2 separate regions of the Mus musculus genome follow, and region 1 is linked to region 2. A link is a contact called in public promoter capture Hi-C data. All regions are on one chromosome and are shown on one strand. The core of a region is the stretch at or near the end of the contact, and the rest is flanking DNA. Distances in the headings are between cores, read along the strand shown.

Region 1 (3,455 bases), core at 79-2,578, 1.1 Mb before region 2:
TTGCTGAGACTATTACCAGATGGGGTTGTGGAATCTGAAGAAGCCACCTGCTGTTCACCACACTTTTAAAACCATCCACTGATAAGCTCAAAATGGAACACAGTACCTTCTGTGTCCTGGAACAGCCCTCCTCCATAGCTGACTAACTGTCTGGAATCATTATTTTACCCTCTCTATTTTATAGAAAGAACTTTTCTAGGGTTAGATGTGTTTGTCCTTGGAATCTGCCAGCATCTTCTTTTCTCCCTCCCTCCCTACTTCTTTCCCTCCCTCTCTCTCCTTCTCTCACTTTTCTCTCATTTCAGGCTTTTTATTATCACTATTTGAAAGTTACCTACATCTGGCTTTCAATTCTAAATATCAAACATGCATTTCTAGAGTGAGCTTCTGTTATTAGTGACACAATGTTTCATAATAGCCCTCAAATCTCATTGGCATAGATAATGGGGAGTTTATGTTTAATATATGGGATCTGGCTAGTTAATTTTTGCTGTTTTGTGACTTCTTTTCATTATAGTATCAAAGAATCAAGAGCTATAGAACACTGTTGAAGCTCATCTGGAAGACTTTCTGTGGCTAGCTCATGTGAATGAGTACAACATTAGTGGGCAGAAAATATTTCCCAAGTAACTTAAATTGCTACATCTTTATTCTTAAAATTATCACTAGTATACAAAACATTGCTAAAAACAGTGTTTATGGTATATATAGGCTCATTTGGAACCCGAAGATCAACTTCAGATATCATTGAAAAGCTGCTGTCTTATCTTTTATTTTTTGTGACTTGACCTAACATTGGCCTGCATCACAACATAGTGAAGACTAGATAACTAGTGAGTCCCCAGGATCCACCTGTCTCCATATCCAAATGAAATCCTGACTTTCATGTGGGCACTGAGGTCAAAGTTAGGCCCTGTGCTTGCCCAGTGAGCACTGCAGGGACTGAACCCACCCCCAGTCCATCCTTTCCTGCATCAACGAACATTTTCACTCTTTAGCAATGTGTTTGAATAATAGGGAGATTTCCAGTGTAGTTTTTAGTATATTTTATTTTCAATCATGGCTGCGTCCAGAGAGACAGTTGTTTGGGTTAATTCCCAGTCTACCAGATTACAGGAAACAGAAGTGCTAAATCCATTTTCGACACTCATGCTGGAGTTGTGGTTTTACAAATTTAATACGAGCCTATAGCTTTCATGCTTAAAATTTGCAGGCACCTCCTCATCACCTTCTAAATCATAAGCTCCTAAATGCCATTCACTGGCTCGCTCCAGAGCCTGCTCCTGCCAGTCTTCCAATCTCATTCTCAATGCCTCCTTTTCTTTTTTTTCCTTCTCAATAGCACAAAATTGCTTGCAGCTGAGATGAACCAGGCTGCTCCATGGCCCAGCGCCTTACTCTCTCAACTTCACTTACCCAGAGAGTTTGCAATTTTCTCTGGCTTCTTCAGATGAATAAAGCTACTTATATTAAGTACCAATTCTAGGAAGCCTTGCTTGAAAATTCTGTGAAACACACACACGCACACCACATACTCACACACTCACTGAGATAGAGATAGATAGAGATAGAGAATGGGTATATATTGTGTTTATCATATTACATTTACAGATGTTGAGTCATGATGAGTTTTATCCTTTTTGCATATACATACTCCGGATCTGACTACATTTTTACATATTTTATGTTGAGGAGGGCTGTTACTTTAACTTAAAGTCTGCCAGAGTGAAGAGGGTTATCTCAGGACCCAGCGCTTACAGGGATACATTCTTCAGTGTCTGTCTGATCTGCTTAACATCTTGCATAACACATGGCTCTAATATTACCTTTAGAATTTAGTGATCTGCGCTGGGGGAATGCTGATCACCAATTATTCAACTATTTGTCTTACATTTTTAAGCTTTCTCTCTTTCATTAACAAAAACATCTACTTTTACTATGTATTTTGTAAAGATTCATTTGTTTATTATTATGTATATCCCTGTGCAGGCTAATGTGCAACACATGCACACAAAAGACTGCATATGCCAGAAGAGTGCATCAGTCTCCTGGAAGTAGAAACAGGAGGCCTTGAGTTGCCTGTGTATGCTGGAAATCGAACCTGGGTACTCTAGAAGATCAATAAGTGCTCTTAACCACTGAGGAAGAACTTGTCCAGACTCCTTATTGTTGAATTTAAAACACTGAATTAATTTTTTCATTTAGTAGAAAGTCGAGAAACAGCAGAATACAGTTGGCATGAATTCCTCATAAGGTCAGAGCTGGAAAGTTACAGAGGGCAATTAAATTTTCAACTGTACAATGAATGATACTTTTTCTTCTCCCCCAGAATATTCACTTAGCACGAATAGAAATTTAAAGAATGTTACCCACTTAATGTTGTTCAGAATATTATGCTCACTAATTCTTTGTTGTTCTAAAGGGGCTTTGGAAGCAAGAGATTCATCTATGCAAGTTACTTGACCTATTTTGACAGAGAGCATTCCTTGAATAGCTCTCACATTGGCAATTTCACACACCTTCATGATATATTTAATGGGAAACATAGCTTTCCAGATTGCTTAATCCAGTTTACTAATCTGACATGCTTTTGTTTTGTTTTTGTTTTGTTTTGTTTTTGTTTTTGTTTTTTTTTAACATGGGAAGGGTTATTTTCAGGAGCTTTCACCTTCTCGGGTGATACGTATGTAATTATGCTCTCACTTGCTATGCGTGTGCACTTTCTGTGTCATTTTATTTATTTTTTTTGCTTGAGGTCAGGCTTTAGCACACAAGCCGATGGACCTATTTCCATCAGGAAGAACTTGTGCATTTATGCAGTGCTTCCCAGCTTTGCTGGAACAGATTCCATGAGGAGTGTGAGAGTGTAACGTGGAGCCCTGTTCTCTTTAGGAACGCTTGTACTCTGTTCTGTGTCTGAACTCTGTTCACTTTCCTACCTAAGGTCTAGCTGTGATACTATTTAATGCATCTCGATCCACCGATTTTTGATTCTTTGACCAGCTGGTTGACTCCCGTGCCCACTGCTCCCTAATGTCTTCTAGTATTACATTTTTGCAATACTGGTTTCTTTCTCCCTCTCTTCCCCCCTCCACTCATCCTCTTTCCATAACTCCCCTTCCCTGACCTTCTGCTCCATTCCCTCCCTCCTGTCCCCTCCCCTCTTCATTCTTTCCCTTCCCCTCATTCCATCTCCCTAACTCCCCTTTCCTGCACTTCACTTTCCATTCCCCACTGTTCTCTTCCCTCCCCCCTTCCCCCTCATCTCCTCCCCTCATCTTCCCTTCTCTGCCCTTTTGTTCCATTCCCTCCTGCCCCTTCCCCTTCTCTCCCCTCCCCTCCTCATTCCTTCCCTCCCCCTGAGTGCCCAACTCCTGCCCTTTCCCCCACACCTTCTCTTCTTGATGTCTATGACCTGCTGCTCTTGAACTCTCTGAACTTCTGACCCTCCTAAG
Region 2 (3,419 bases), core at 330-2,829:
GTGTGTGTGTGTGTGTGTGTGTGTGTGTGTGTGTGCGTGCGCGCACGCCTGAGTACTAGGGCCAGGAAAAGCCAAAACTTAAGAAGTCTGCTTATAGACTGAACAGCTGAAGGGGTTCTCAGTAATCTTCCTGTCTGTGAATTTCGGTATTTTTCAGGTTAGTTCTGAGTTTTGTTGTCTTTGAAAGGGAGAAGAAAGCAAGCCACCTACTATTTTCTTAGGAGCCTTCTGAAGGTTGGGATTAAAAAATAAATTAGACCGGCTATGCCAGGACTTTGGATATAGGGAAGCATAATTTAACATAAATATTCAAGGGGGACTGCTTTAGTGTGTGTGTGTGTGTGTGTGTGTGTGTATATATATATATGTATATATATATATATATATAATTTGATAGATCGGATAGATAGATAGATAGATAGATAGATAGATAGATAGATATTAAAATTGATGTTACAGAAGTAGCAAAGTTTTTCTGTATTGTTTGAAGGGTGTTTTGTGGGTAGTGTTTTTTTGGGGTGGGTGGGTAGTTCAACAATTGATCCTGTCTTGGCACTGAGAGCATCACATCCAGTGTCATTCAAACTGGCACTATTTTTAAGCTTAACCTTTTGACAAGGCTTTGTGAGAGATGCTGAGAGGACCTTGATAGAGACACCAAAGTGGGCGATAGCTGAAGTTTAAAAACTTAGAAAAAGGAGATGGTTTAAAGCTACCAGTGACCTATAGAGCATCGGAGTGCAGGGAAGAGGTTAAGAGTAATGGGAAAAATTTAGAGGCAAAAATAAAAGGATGTACCCAGGCCTTAAAATAAGTGTATGAAGGCAGGGTGTAGGTGGGCAAGTGGCCAGGGGACCGGCTTAGTCCTGGAAGTCTGGCTCAGCTTCCTGGGGACTAACACTGAAGCAGGTTTCAAAGTCAAGTATTCACCTATCTGTAGTAAGTGTGTTTCAGTGGCCACTTTGGGTTCAGCACCTGGTATGGGGTACAAGTTCACAGTCTGACTCCTGGGGCCATTCGAGAGAGAGGAAAGGGTGTGTGGCACTGCCTGGCCTGAGTTTACATGACAAGGCATTCTGCACAGGGACTTCAGAGAGTTTCTAAACAGAATTCATAGCCCTGGAAACTGCAGACACCCCCAGACATTTACTAAAAGGAGGGCTGTGCAGTTTTCCAGTGTTCCCTGGTAGCACTTTGATTCCTTGGCTTTTATTTTAACTTCCTCCACTGGCACTGTCAGTAACAGATTTAGAGGGCAATTTGCTTTCATAGTCCCCATCCTATTCCAAAATGCCCCCGTTATTTTAGGAAGCCCTACCCTTCTCCTTTGGAGCTCTTTTGCAGTTCTTCTTGTGGGCGAGTCCTGGAGGTAGGGTCCTTCCAGAGTCCAGTCCTGCAGAGGTCACATTCTCTGTGTGATAGGCATGGGTGGGAGGGGATGTCCCCAGCGTTTGTCAGTAGCATATGCAATGGGTTGTGCTGACTGCACTCCCAGGCTTGTCAATTTTCACCCTGGGAAATTAGCAACAAAGCCTGGATCTGTCTCGTGGCTGCTTTTGCACTTTCCGAGGGCGGCTGTACTTGACTGAGCTGCGGAACAGACAGCAGAGACACAGCGAGAGAGAGAGAGAGAGAGAGAGAGAGAGAGAGAGAGAGAGAGAGAGAGAGAGAGAGAGAGAGAGAGCTCAAGCAAGCTAGCGAGCAAGGGAGCCAGCTAGAGGGAGGGAGAGAAGGAAGAGAGAGAAGAGGGAGGGGTGGGGGCGAGAGGTAAATACTCTTAAATCGGAAGGGAGCTGCCTTCACTGTGGATCTGACAGGCGCTGCCTGGGCTCCGAGGCGCTGTAATAACTGGGTGACCTTTTCTTGGGCTGTATTATGTCTGGCTGGGAAGGGATTGCATTTTGCGGCTGAGAGCCAGGGCTTCCTTCAGCTCGGGCTCCTCGCACACTGCTGGGGTAAGTTGTCAGGAGCCAGGACCAAGAGAGACATCCCCCGGACTGCAGTTGCCTAAAAGAAGGACACCTGTGGCTCGCATGCGGTCCACACTGGTACTTGGCGGATCCTGGAGGACCTCATTATTTTAAACTTAAAAAAATATATAGAGAGAGATTCTACCCCCCGGTTTTTTTTTTTCCTTTTTTTTTTTCAAACAATGTTTCTTTTTGACCTTTCCCAAGGAGAAGCGCTACCAAGCAGCCGCTGGGCTCATTGAACACCCTCCCCTGTATCGCTTAATTGAGAAGGTAAGTCAGGGGTTGTGTACTCACGCGTCGGCTTATTTGTGCTGTGTATGTCTGCTGGTGCGCGCGTGCGTGTGCGGATGTTGGGTGGCTTTTTTTTCTTCTTCTTCCCCATCCTCTCCCAAGAAGGCATAAAGTAAAGCTGCACCCGAACCATCCCCACCACCACTGCAACTTTCACCGGGCTGCAGGTCTGCAGAGAGGGTTTTGTGTTTGTTTGGTTCTGTTTAAATCATGGGAGGCATCATTATTTTTGTGATGAGACATGAAATAGATGTGGGGCGGAAGACGTGGATGCCGGAGGAAGAGAGTGGAGCGCGCGGCTGCAGCGCGACGCAACATCTCAAGTAGGAGTCTAGTGCATAATAGACAAAGTTCATTGGGAGCTGCAACATTCGCACACCCTGACTCTGGAAGAGGGGTTGGGACAGTTTGCAAAGGTTGGGGGCGGGGTGTTGCTACCAGGCTAAGGGAAGTGATATCAGTCTTGGGTATTTTCCCAGACCTTTCTACACCTGCTTGATGAAATGTATGCCTGCCACCCCCAAGAAAGAGTTGAAATTACAACCTTGTTTTTGTCTACACCCCTGCTTCTCCCAATGCAACCTTAATATCAAAACACTGCTTCTGTGTGTTGCAAAAGTGACTGTGTCGTGTTCAGTGGACATAGGTTCCTTGTACCCAAGTGTCTGCATCTTAACAGGGAGAGAGAGAGAGAGAGAGAGAGAGAGAGAGAGAGAGAGAGAGAGAGAGAGAGAGAGAGAGATTCAGCACATTTTAACCGGGGCTACTCAGATTGCTGTTATGAAACACAAGTCAGATTTATGATCTTTTTCATACCGAACACGATATGCTATGCTAACACTGCGTGTGACGGTTTAATCAAATCCATTTGTTACTAGGAAGCTAAAAGGGGCCGCTGGGATTTTAGGATTACAGGCAGAGTGAGGGAAGCATGTGGCTTTGTCATTCGCCATCATTTTACACGCTCCCTCGTCCCTTCCCCCACTGCCTGCCTCCCTAGCCACTAGACCCCAGCTCCCAAAGTGGCTTCACAATAGTGGATCCTGGGCCCTGCATGCTGCTCACCAGATCCACGCTTGGGCCCCAGATCCGAGTGATTCCCTTTTCTACTCTCTGCCTCCGGGCTTGGTGCTCCATGCGAAGCTGCAGCGACTC

What was found. Promoter capture Hi-C pulls out the DNA fragments that hold promoters and counts their contacts.
Region 1: a promoter capture Hi-C map of second pharyngeal arch cranial neural crest shows a contact between it and region 2, with 3 times the contacts expected there. The contact joins the enhancer-like site here to the promoter of A830011K09Rik in region 2. A contact is called at or near these places in 2 of 39 promoter capture datasets (cranial neural crest and second pharyngeal arch cranial neural crest), 4 of 115 datasets of contacts at active chromatin or transcription factors (SST interneurons, astrocytes, embryonic forebrain and 1 more) and 3 of 9 other capture datasets (adipose tissue, embryonic stem cells and liver).

Annotation. Positions count from the first base shown.
Region 1 is chr6:139,525,559-139,529,013 of GRCm38.p6, reverse strand. No RefSeq gene overlaps it. Among named protein-coding and RNA genes, the nearest start is that of Rergl, 25 kb to the right of the region's middle. Within about 2 kb of position 1,328, at least 4 of the 459 cell types and tissues checked have an H3K27ac peak or open chromatin away from gene starts, as enhancers often do. A contact at or near this core is called in second pharyngeal arch cranial neural crest, where this site is marked.
Region 2 is chr6:138,421,265-138,424,683 of GRCm38.p6, reverse strand. A830011K09Rik (RIKEN cDNA A830011K09 gene) reads right to left here and starts at 1,579. Exons shown (of 4, transcript NR_126073.1): 1 at 1,319-1,579. It overlaps Lmo3 (LIM domain only 3), which reads left to right and starts at 1,654. Exons shown (of 4, transcript NM_001356306.1): 1 at 1,654-2,243.